4 separate regions of the Mus musculus genome follow, and regions 1, 2 and 3 are each linked to region 4. Evidence: chromatin contacts called from public Hi-C, HiChIP or PLAC-seq and Micro-C data. All regions are on one chromosome and are shown on one strand. Each heading gives the region's core, a stretch centred on a gene start, on an enhancer-like site or on the middle of the called end of the contact. The rest is flanking DNA. Distances are from core to core; before and after follow the strand shown.

What was found. Hi-C and Micro-C count contacts between places; a contact is called where the count stands out from the background. HiChIP or PLAC-seq counts read pairs in DNA pulled down with a chosen protein or histone mark.
Region 1: a contact with region 4 is called in a Hi-C map of liver, with 2.5 times the contacts expected there. The contact joins two enhancer-like sites. A contact is called at or near these places in 2 of 484 Hi-C or Micro-C datasets (both in liver).
Region 2: a contact with region 4 is called in an H3K27ac HiChIP or PLAC-seq map of hepatocytes, with 6 times the contacts expected there. The contact joins the promoter of Ppargc1a here to the enhancer-like site in region 4. A contact is called at or near these places in 3 of 484 Hi-C or Micro-C datasets (brown adipocytes, liver and myocytes) and 3 of 115 datasets of contacts at active chromatin or transcription factors (cardiomyocytes, hepatocytes and neural progenitor cells).
Region 3: a Micro-C map of brown adipocytes shows a contact between it and region 4, with 2.9 times the contacts expected there. The contact joins two enhancer-like sites. A contact is called at or near these places in 4 of 484 Hi-C or Micro-C datasets (the C2C12 cell line, the G1E-ER4 cell line, brown adipocytes and 1 more).

The regions. Positions count from the first base shown.
Region 1 is chr5:51,390,118-51,393,045 of GRCm38.p6, forward strand. No RefSeq gene overlaps it. Among named protein-coding and RNA genes, the nearest start is that of Gm29924, 100 kb to the left of the region's middle. Within about 2 kb of position 1,349, at least 23 of the 459 cell types and tissues checked have an H3K27ac peak or open chromatin away from gene starts, as enhancers often do. A contact at or near this core is called in liver, where this site is marked.
Region 2 is chr5:51,552,530-51,555,266 of GRCm38.p6, forward strand. It overlaps Ppargc1a (peroxisome proliferative activated receptor, gamma, coactivator 1 alpha), which reads right to left and starts at 1,392. Exons shown (of 13, transcript NM_008904.2): 1 at 1,206-1,392. The coding sequence starts at 1,253.
Region 3 is chr5:51,590,266-51,592,971 of GRCm38.p6, forward strand. It overlaps a transcript of Ppargc1a not described here. Among named protein-coding and RNA genes, the nearest start is that of Ppargc1a, 38 kb to the left of the region's middle. Within about 2 kb of position 1,441, at least 35 of the 459 cell types and tissues checked have an H3K27ac peak or open chromatin away from gene starts, as enhancers often do. A contact at or near this core is called in brown adipocytes and liver, where this site is marked.
Region 4 is chr5:51,866,755-51,869,708 of GRCm38.p6, forward strand. It overlaps a transcript of Ppargc1a not described here. Among named protein-coding and RNA genes, the nearest start is that of Gm40302, 260 kb to the right of the region's middle. Within about 2 kb of position 1,672, at least 25 of the 459 cell types and tissues checked have an H3K27ac peak or open chromatin away from gene starts, as enhancers often do. A contact at or near this core is called in brown adipocytes, hepatocytes and liver, where this site is marked.

The sequences.
Region 1 (2,928 bases), core at 99-2,598, 480 kb before region 4:
GGTCCTATATGCATATAACTACATATATAAACATGTATGTACCATTGAAAATAATTGTTGTCCTTTGTATTTTGTAGCACACTATGATATGTTCTAATGTGTAATAGAGTACGGTATTTTTTGAATGGTCACTATGAAAGGCAACCATCTGGGATCATATTTGACTGTAGATAGTTAATAGTTATATGAATTTGGCTGGGCTATTTTACATATAATAATAGCAATAATCTCATAAAGATCAAATGAGAATTAAATTAATATCATAGAGAAATAATTGGCTTAGAAGACTGCCCAATAATTTTAATTCTTCTTTTCTGTTCAGTACTTAGCACAATGTGAGACAAAGCTTGAGCAACTTTATAATAACCAACACGAAAAGTACTAAAAATATTGGCTATTTATGGTGTTATGTACACTCCCTATGCTCACTAAGCAGAGGAAGATGCAATTAAACGTTATACAAAAGAATAAAAATCTTAGGCAATATTTAAGTACATGTGTATAAAAGAGGACTATTTTTTACATTGAAATCATAACTCTAGTCATATTTTCTTGTAATTTAATATAAAATAGTATGATATATGTATCCTTGGTTCTCTTACTTTAGATGATTCTTCTATGAGATTGTGAACCTTCTTAAGGCTGAGACTGTATCTATTAATCTGCCACTGTGTTTTCTTGGCCTGGAGCCATGTCGACTGCATAGAAGTCACTCAAATTACTTCTTACTGAATGAAGAAACAAATGAATGGACTAGAATTATCAGTTTATTTGTATTCATATGTCGGAGTCATTTTTCAATTTGGTAGAAAGCAGTCTCAAGGACTATTGGCTGTCAGTGAATTGAACAAATCTCTCCCCCAAAGATCTACCTCATTTTTAAAAGTCAAATTGGGCAGCCACACAATCTATACTTATTGAGAGCTCACTCTGTACTCCCCGAAGTCCAAAAGCAAAGGGCCGGATGGAGAGATATTTGCCGTCATCAGAGGCACGTGGCAACCTGTCAGAAACCAAAGTACTGTGATGAGAAAGGCCCTAGTATGAGTTTGAGGTCTAAAGGGACAGGTGGGAGTGGCTAGCCCAGGACCCCTCTTTCACCCTCCATTTGAAGGAAGGAGAGAAGATGACTGATATTATGTCACTGAAAACTTTTAACAGCTGCTGGACTGATCAGTTTGTATTTTGTTTTGTTTTTTACTCTTCCCTGTTGATTTGGGCAGCCATACAGAGAGCTGGCAGAAGAGAAGGGCTGAAGTCCGAGAGGGAAACACCAAGGATATAATGACACACTCTTTCCGGCTGATCTTTCCAGCCTCTCTTCATGCCCAGTGGACCTTGGACCTGCACCATGGCATTTCCGTTTCCCACAAAGACTGACTCCTCCCTAGTCCAAGTCCCGAAAGCTGTGCCTCAGAGCAGAGCTGTCCAGATTCATCGCTACAGGGAAGATGGTAGGAGGAGCAAGGCTTGAGATGGGTCGTCCAGCTGTGGATTCTGGCAGAAGACACCCTCTCATCCAGCACTCTCCAGAGCAAAGCCGTGGACGAGCAAGTCCAAAGACCCAATCCTGTTCTAGTAACTTTTAAACCTTCTGGGAGAAAATTATTAAAGCATTTGAGGCACAAAACTTGGCTCCTCATTTTTCTGTGAACCCCTGCCTTCTGTATATAATAGGTAAATGTGGGTTTTTTGCAGTTATCATAATAAAGCAAGTGAAAAAATCCTTGGAAACTGACAGTCCCAGCTATGTCATTTCCTGAACTGTGTTTCTGTACAGCTAAGACCATGTGTTAGCTCCTATTTGAAATTCTTACCTCTCTCTTCAGTGTTTGAGCTTCCCTGAGCAGAGCAGAAAGCAATGCACAATGCCCACATGCATTCAGAAGGAGGCACAAGGAAATTAGCTGTTCGTTACACTCTTCAAATCCCTCTAATGTTCTCACTTAATTGACCCAAGGCTTCTTCTTTGGTGAGATCTGGTTAATATTAATCTTTATACTAAAGATTATACTAAAGGTAGTCCTAGTTGTGTCTAAAAAATTACCAAAAGACATAAACTAGAAGTAAAATTTTAAAAAATCTGGTACAGTGTGAGGGGGTTGACACTCATATTGACACAGTGAGGTTAAAAGTCACGAAGTAACAACTGAAAAAGGACACAATCCTTGACCAGTCTTACATTGGTTGAAACTGGGATGGGTACTAACCACATGTCCTGAAGGAAATAATTTAATATTTATAATCCACAGAGTTAAAATGTAGATATGATTTATATGGCTGTAAGAATTATATGATACAAGGTTTGTAGTATTTAGCACAGCTCTTCAAGTACAAAATATTGTTAAATATCACATTTAATATTTCCCCCTTCTAAACTGGATATTAGAAGCCTAATTTGGATGCAGCCATTTCCTTCGTAACCACTATGCCTTCATAAGATATTTCTTAAAGCATTTTAATTCCACACTGCTTCATTGAACACTAATATTCCCCACTCTTTTTAATCATGAGCCATTTTGGTTTCTGAAGAATTGATCATTTCTGTCATTGAATCCAAGAAAGACTCAATTCCTAAAATAGTAGCTTTCTGTCTTGAAGAAGAAGAAGAAGAAAAAAAAACTCTATCAACAATTATTACCAATGTGGCAAAACCCACTCTTCCTAGACCTCTAGAGGGCAAGATCACTATAATCTGTTCGTAAATTTTATCTGACTTGTAATTCCAATTTATCTAGAATTATGAAATGTCCCTTCAAATTAAGTAAACCACATAAGCACTTGCCCTATCTACAGGGCGGCAATATATCCCATTAGCCCTCCTCTCCAGATTTCAGTCAAGTCCAAATTCATCTGTAATGGGCCCGGAATTGGCACTTCTGCCCTTGATCACTATAAAAACGACTATTGATGAAAAGAACCAACAAT
Region 2 (2,737 bases), core at 142-2,641, 310 kb before region 4:
AAGGACCCAGGGCACGCCTGGCTAGATAGGAAAAATGCATTCGCAGGCGGCCTCGCCAAATCATTTTCACTTTAGATGTGTATCACTGCACCACACGGACATCTTATTTAATCAAATCACGTGTGGCACTTGACCCTCCCCCTTACCCTACGTGCCCCCGCTACCGGGAGGAAGCACCATTGTTAGTTAGCAGCTCCGATCCTCCGCGCAATTCAATTCGGGTCCATCTCACCAGAGTCCACAAAAGTTTCACTTGTTTTCCAACTTGCTCAAACTTTCCCCGAGAACATTCCATTGTACTGAATGCAAACACGCTGAAGTCCTCTGGCCCCAGCTAGACTCCAGAGATTACGGGGAAACTGCTTGTGTTTTTTCCTCCCCTGTATGAATTGTAGCCAGCAGAGACTGTGGAATTGATGTATTGCGGTCTATTTTTACACAAGCAGTGAGCTGCTCCACACACGGTCTGCATAAACTCCATTCTCTCCCGGCTTCAGGCAGCTCTCCGTGGTAGAGAGATTTAACCGTTCGGTTTCTCGCCACAGAAGCAAACAGAAAGCTTTGGTCTCTTAAGGCTGGGATTTTTTTTTTTTTTTTTAACTCGCTAGCCAACCCTTTCAGCCGCACACAAGTGTTTTAAAGGAAACAGCACTGTCGTTTTGTGTTCTGTGGGAAAAGCAACCTAACTCAGACCCAGCAGGAATATTTAGGGTCTTGTAAATTCTCTGTTTAATGAACAGAGAGAGGAGGGCGGAAAAGATAAATCCTGACGAGAGTCAAAACGGACTCTCTTTTTAACACAATTCATTTTAATGTTTATCTTCATTTTCTTATAAATAGAAATGGCATTTTTCCAAGCAGGCCACTGAACACTGGAAAGACTTCAGCTCCTGATTCATATCAATATCTTAGAGCATAAATATTGCATATGAGTAGAAACAGAGCCAAAGGCACATGGAAAGAGTTTCTAACTGCTACAGATACTGATGACAGCAGCTAAGCTTTGATTTGCTCAAGGCATCTCCGAGCCACCTTAAAATAGCAAACTTATTGGAGTTAAGATAAGATGGAGATTTCCCCCTCCAAAAGCTCCCGCTGAGCCACTTTCTATGTCCCCTCCTCTCCCCTAGCCCATCCCCCCCCCCCTCCAGGAATCATTGCATCTGAGAGAAGCTCCGGTCCTGCAATACTCAGCCCCAGCTCACCTCTATGTCACTCCATACAGAGTCTTGGCTGCACATGTCCCAAGCCATCCAGCTCCCGAATGACGCCAGTCAAGCTTTTTCAACTCCAATCCACTCTGACACACAGCACACACTCATGCAGGCAACCAGCCCCTTACTGAGAGTGAACTGAAGGCACCTGTCTTACTACAGTCCCCAGTCACATGACAAAGCTATTAAAAAGTAGGCTGGGCTGTCACTCACCCAGCCTCCCTTCTCCTGTGCAAGCTTGCTGCACAAACTCCTGACGTCACTCCAAGGCAGCCCTCTGCCTCAGTGAAGTAACGCTTAGAGAGAGAGGAAAAAAAAAATAGAAGAAAGAAAAGGAAACACTTGGCCTTTGGGAGGCTTCAAGCATCACACTGTGACTGAAGCCAGCTTTGAATGCCACCAACTCTAAACCGGAGCCCTGCTCACATAATAACTCAAATCTCCTGCAATCTTTTTTTTTTAAATTTATTTTCCATCCAAAACAGGCAAATAGCAAAGATCCCCTGTTACTGACACAGTAACTACACCCTTGCCTAAAATGTGTGTGCTTTAAGAAATGGTTTCCAAGTAGCCCCAGACTCAGCTTGGAACTGAAGCAAGCGCTCCTCATGTGATACATTTTCATGAGATTCTTTTTTTTCCCTCCCTATTAGAGGAGTGTTTGAAGGCAACACCCCCGATTTTCTTTCTCTCTCTCCTTTCTTTCCTTCCTTCCTTCCTTCCTTTCTTCCTTTCTTCCTTCCTTCCTTCCTTTCTTTCTTTCTTTCTTTGTTTCTTTCTTTCTTTCTTTCTTTCTTTCTTTCTTTCTTTCTTTCTTTCTTTCTTTCCATGTTTAGTCAACAAAACCGCCACATTTGTTTAGGTCTAAACAAATTTCTCTACCCCAAATCAGCTGTCTCCTTGGCAGTAGAGAATGCAGTCTCCTAAACTGTTACTGCAGTTTGCCTTGCTCCTTGTAAAGCAAGCAAGCCACAACACCCTAGACTCTTGGGTTCCCCCTCATGATTCTTTCCGTGGATCTCATAGGCTCCCAGAAAACAAATGCTAGAAAATACAATTGCTGCTGCCATCCCTGAAACAGCTTAGCTACTCACCTGCCCCCACCCCTTATTTCTTTTCTCATATGTAGCACAGTCTTCCTCATGGCTTCAGGGTGCCTTTTTGAATAAACATTGGACTCCAACCCTAGTGCCTTGGGCTGTACAGTTTGTTTTTGAAATCAAGAATGTCCAGGGAATGAAGGAAAAACACTGAAATGGTATCAGCAGAGATACTCATTTCTTGAGCTTTGCTTACTAATACTTTTTTGTCGTTCCTGAGTCAATGAGGGGTAATGCAGGTGCCACTGTTTTTCCTGTGACATTACAGACAGAGGACATAACCAACTCTCAGCACTTTCCATAACACTTGGGTGCTCAGACTTAACCCTTCCAGGCCCAGTGAGAAATGCACAGGGGACCTTTGAAAACATATTTTCACAATACCTCAAACCCCACAGACTCAAAAACCAGCTCATTTCCTTT
Region 3 (2,706 bases), core at 191-2,690, 280 kb before region 4:
CTTGCTGGAAGTGATGCTGCCCTGCTGGGGCTGCATGTGAACATAGCTAGATGCCAACAACAGGTTCAGTACCAGCTATTTGTAGACAGGAAATACCTGTGTGTGGAAATCAGTGTGTGGAAGGGCCAATGCTTAGAATGGCTTTGATGTCAATGGAAAAGGGCTGAGACAGTCCCAAGGTTGAATCCTCCCAGAAACGACAACATTTCAATCAAGGATTCACATTTTGCTGCCTTCTTCTATGGATCATTTTCCTAGAGATAATAACAATAACTGGAATAATGAGGAGGCTAACACCTGACACCTTTTACTGAGCATTCATTTGCCCTAGACTAAGTCTTTACAAGGCTCTTCTCATTAAATCTTTTTAATAGCCCTATGAGGAAGATATTAGTATTGTTCCACTTTATAGCAGAGTGTTAAAGAGGCCCTAAGCTCATCAAAGAAGCATTCCTACTATGGCTATGGAACACCTTTCACAAGTTTACCAGCCTCACTGTCTGTCATTCTAGCATACTTTATTTGTATGTTAGCACCTTGCACGGCTTCCAAGGATAACATCAGAATTTTCATCCAGACACCCTGCTTTATTTACTTTTATGGCTCCAAACCAGATTTGAAGTTTCTTTTCTATTCAGACTCAAAGACCATTTATTTTGTTGCACCTGGCTTCAAACACAGCAAAATCCTTCTCTGCCCCGTGAGTGACTGTGAATGCCATTTTTGATGGCACAGTCCTTGCAGGGCTGCCTATCATTGTGCTTTCCCAGATGCACTCGGGGGCAAAATATAAATAATAAATAACAGCAATTCCTGTGTTTCTTTTGCACCATCTAAGATGCCAATCATATGGTGGGGTGTAACGCCCTCTCAGCTATGACATTTAGGTACAAGGCTGAAGGGCTATTTCTTTGGCTAGGACTGCCATTCAGTTCTCTAGTATCATAAATACCAACCTTAACCCCAACAAAGGCACAACATTTTATCAGTACGAGGCAGAAGAAAAGAAAGATTTTGATACATGAACAACTATCACCACTGATTTAGAAAAAAAAAAAGTTAAAAAAAAAAACATATACCACACAAGCTTTTGAACAAAATAAATTGTGTCCCAAAGCCCACCCAAATGGGGAACCTGTGGAATTTTTCAGGATTCAAGGGACTTTTCTGCTTTTCTCCCCTTTCTCCCCTAACCAGGCTCTTAAGGGGTCAAATTCCTACGGGATCGTAATCTGAGAAGTAATGAGTTAATGTAAACTGTACAGTTCAGTCAGTGATGTCTTTGGTAATTGTCACATGGACCCTGTAATCTGTCTCATGCTGTCAGCACTGGGTTAGTCATAATAATATCACATAAGAACGTTCAAAGTGACACACTAACCAACATGAGAGTCGCATGACTCGCTGGCACGGCTACTGCCCTTCAGCTGAACTTTGGCTTAGAACGTAAGGCTCCCAGAGGCAGCCAGCACATGCCACCGCGTGGAGCATTCAGTGGCATTTTCCGTTGCTATGGCCTCTGTTGCTCCACCATCCCAGGGGAGGACAACTGAGGCTGAGTTCTGGAGAGTCACCTGCACTTCCACACCTCTGGCGCTAGCAAAGAGGGACTTGCAGCTGTGGTGGCTGCCACCTTTGGAGTGCTGGGACTCTGTGTCCCTTCCACACTTGATTAGTTTTGCAAATGTGTGTGTAGCACGTTATGCCAAGTGCCACAGCAGGGAAACTCGGACCCCCAAAGGGAGTTTGTGCTGGAAGAGGTAGGGAAAGAATGTGACTCTTGGCTAAGAGGACACAAGCCAAGGGCAGGAAAGGGGGTTGGTGAGGGAGGAAAGCAGCCACTCTGGGTGGAAGGTTACTCCACACTGCTTTGGTATATTGACTTTTCTGTATCCACCCCCCTACCACCACGTGTTTGGGGTTTTTTTTTTTAAACCTACAACATGTTTTAGATTTTTTTATTTGCAGACTCACATATTTTTAAAGAGAATCAAAGAAGTAAAGACTAGTAGAAGGAGAGTAGGAAGGTGACCCGTTCAACTTACTCACTGGTTCATTCACAAAGCAGAGAGCAGAAAGGAAGTGGAGGGCTGTCATCTGACATTGGATTTGAGAACATTTATTGGCTGTGTGCCTCTGGCGTACTTACCTAACGTCTTTTTCTAAGCTTTATCCTCTGCAGTAAAATAGAAAAATAATACTTAATTTACAAGGCTGTTAAGAAGATAAAAAGAGGCGATGCGTGCTAAGTGCCAGCAAGTGATAGGTGTGAGGATCCTGGGGAGGAATGAGGATCCTTGTTGTCAGATATACCCAGTTACAAAGCCTGGCTGCACCACTCATTAGCATGTGACCTCACCTTGCAGAGCTCCAATGTCCTAGCACAAAATGGGGAAAACAAAACACAACTGTCAGAGGTCTTAAAAGAAGTCACGGAGACCAAAGTCCCAGTGTTGGAAATAGAGAGACAATAACGACCGGTTATAATAGCATAGGCAGAAGGTAAGGAAAGAAAAAGAAGGTGATCTATTCATGCAATCAACAAATGGAAATCTCAAGCAGTACAATGCTGTACAGAATATATAAATAAGAGCTCGAGGCAGTGATCAATAGATCAAAAGATTTCGAAGGAAATCTAAGTACAGGAGAGTAGACAGCACAGGGTATCTCCACAGGGACCAAGGTCAGATCATTTGATGGGAATTT
Region 4 (2,954 bases), core at 422-2,921:
GAATTGTGTGCCCTGGCTTGTTGTTAATGTATTCATAGATACTTTTTTTTAACTGTTGCGAACAAACATCTACCAGGAATTAATTCATGAAGGAAGGGTTTATTTTGGCTTATGGTATGAGGGTTCAGTCCATTGTGGCAGGGAAGGCTGCAGGAGTAACTCACAGCTATGGCTATAGGGAGGTTGCTTGCCAACATATTGGTGGGGCAGGAACCAGGTATGCCATGTTAGTCTTTGAGTATTTTTATTCTTTTCTCTTTTTAGTCTATCCAAGATCCTAGCCCACAAGACGGTGCTGTCTACACTCAGGTCAGGTCACCTTCCCTCAGTTAAGCCTGACTGGGACAGCACTGACAGACACACAGACACATCCAAAACTGTGCCTCACTAATGCCTTGCGCATTTCTTATTCTAATCAATGACATCAAAGATGAATAGTCATAACGGGAAAGCAGCCAAGCCTAAGTTGTAGGCTTCAAAGTGGGATACAGAAAGTCCACAGGGCTCCGTGCATGTGACTTTCTGAATCTTTACATTTTTAGTTCTCATGTTTTATAGTGTTCATCAGGCAGCATCAGCAGCACAAAAAATGCTTTAGTGTATTCAGAATAACACGTAGTGTGAGAATATCATAAATCTTCAGACTAGACGAAAAGCATCCTCCAACCACACATCTCATTAGACTGAATTCCCGTGGCTTCCCCCATGGCCTCTCAGATGCTATCTAAACTCCTGTGTGGCACTACCAAGGTCTTTTTTTTCAATATAACTCCAACCTTTCACATCTCCTACACTCACCCCTTGATTCTTGAGCATCATCCACACAAGGTCAAAGATTGCACTGTTTACCTAGAGTGTCCTTCAAACCTGCAGAGCCCTACATACAACCCAGTGCTAGGTTGCCTGAAACAAACGTTCATGAGTTACCTTCATAACTTAATGGAGTATGGAATACAGATATGAGTTCAAGGAGATCTAGGCTAGATCTCCAGTTTCAACTCTAATAATTGCACGGCCTCTGTTTAGCAATCCTATAGGGAGAATGGGAACTCTGATCCCCATAGGACTGTGCAAAGAATTAAATCCAATGGGGTTTTGCTCGAGTAATTCTGGTTCCCCTCAGCCTCTCCTCTCTTGGGCTTTGCCCTCGGTTTAAGGGCTTTGGATAAGTCAGAAATTGTCAGACCCAAGTGTCATCATCTAGAATGTAGTTGTGAATGTTCCCCCTACTTCACAGTGTAGGCACGAAAAATTAAATCAGAAGGATGCTGGTAACTAGCAAAGAAAAAAAAAATCAGAGGATTTATAAATATAAAACTGTTTCCTCAAACTGCCACCACACAACCTTTTACCAAGGGATTTCTGATAATTACTCCTTTGCCCAATTTGGAAAAGCAAAGGTCGACATTCAAAAAGAGAAGGTTTGGTTCAAATGAATCTGTGTGCCTTTTTATTTTCTGCTTACCCTGTTCTACCTTCTCAGCTGAGAAAGTGCTTAAATATTGCAAAATCAGGGATTTCAACAGTGGTAAATCCGGTTGATCAGCGTGGTGTGTGGGTTTTTTTTTTTTTTCCTAGAGGGAATTGATTCACAGGCTCTGAAAACACATTGCCTCACCGACTGACCACACAGCCCGGCATAGACGCTGACTACCTCCCCGGCTGGACTGACGTCAAATCGCAGGGCACATGGCCTCCGAGCACTTCGAGATCAGCACAAATCCTACCACCCACGTATGACCTGGGATTCGTGCTTGATCATCTACAATTCCAAGTGTGTATTTTTAAACTTTTGAAAATGAAGTGTGTTCATATAAGCACTCTCCAGAAAGGTCAAAAGCAAGCAGGAGCCAGGGCGCGCGCTCTTGGAGGGGCTCGGGCTCTTGGCGCCTTGCCCAGTAGGAGCCTAGGCGATGCAGAAAGCTCAACCCCCAACCTAGATTTTACTGGCATTTTCTGACTTTCTCCCCACACTTTCCCTACTAGAGTTAATAACAATAATAGCTCACCGTTTTAAGGCACTTGAGTTTTTTAAAGGAGTAATGAATATGATCGCCTCGGTTCTTTAAACCGCAATTGCTTACTTATGTCAGCATACGATGCTATTCTCTTTACAGGCTCCTGCAGGCTCCTCTTCTTGGCACCCCTAGTGCTTGCCTGGCATGCGCACGGCCCACAGTAGGTACTCAATTTTCATTCTTTTTTTTAAAGCTAACAGCTATAGCAGTAAGTAACTAGCTCTGGGTGAGGAGAACACTGAAATCAGGGACCTTACGCTGTGTATCCAAACCTGTTTTATTTTCTATGTATACGCACATATGTGTATGCAGGTACATGTGGAAGCCAGAGCTCGACAATAGGTGCCTTTCTTGATTAATCTCCACTTTATTATTTGTTTCCTCTGAGGATGACTTTGGACTCATGATTCTCCAACCTCTGCCTCTGCCATGCTGCAGTTGTAGCTACGCATATGGTGCTGGATATCAAACCCAAATCTTCATGCGTGCTGGTCAAGCACACTACCATCTGAGCTACGGCCTTAGCTCCTCCAAATTGGCTTTGGAGACAGAGTCTCTCATTGAACTTGGTTAGATTAGCAGGTTAACAAGACCAAGGGATCTTCCTGACTTTGCCTCCTCAGCTTTGGTATTACAGGTACGTGCTGTTATACCCAGACTTTTTCTCATGGGTACTAGAGATCCAGGCTTGGGTCTTTATACTTGTAGCATCAAGTAGCAAGCACTTTACCAAACTCGCCATCTCCCTATCCCATGCTTTTCTAAATTATAGAGAAAGCCAGCACTTAAGTCTTCTGCTCTACCAGAGACTCTAACTTAAAAGGCAGTCGTTACCTACGGAAGGCAAATAGAAAGAAGGCTGACTGTCACTCCCCTGAGCACAGCTAGAGAAGGTGTTGCCAAGATTCAAGAAGCAGGAGATGAACCCTCATAGGG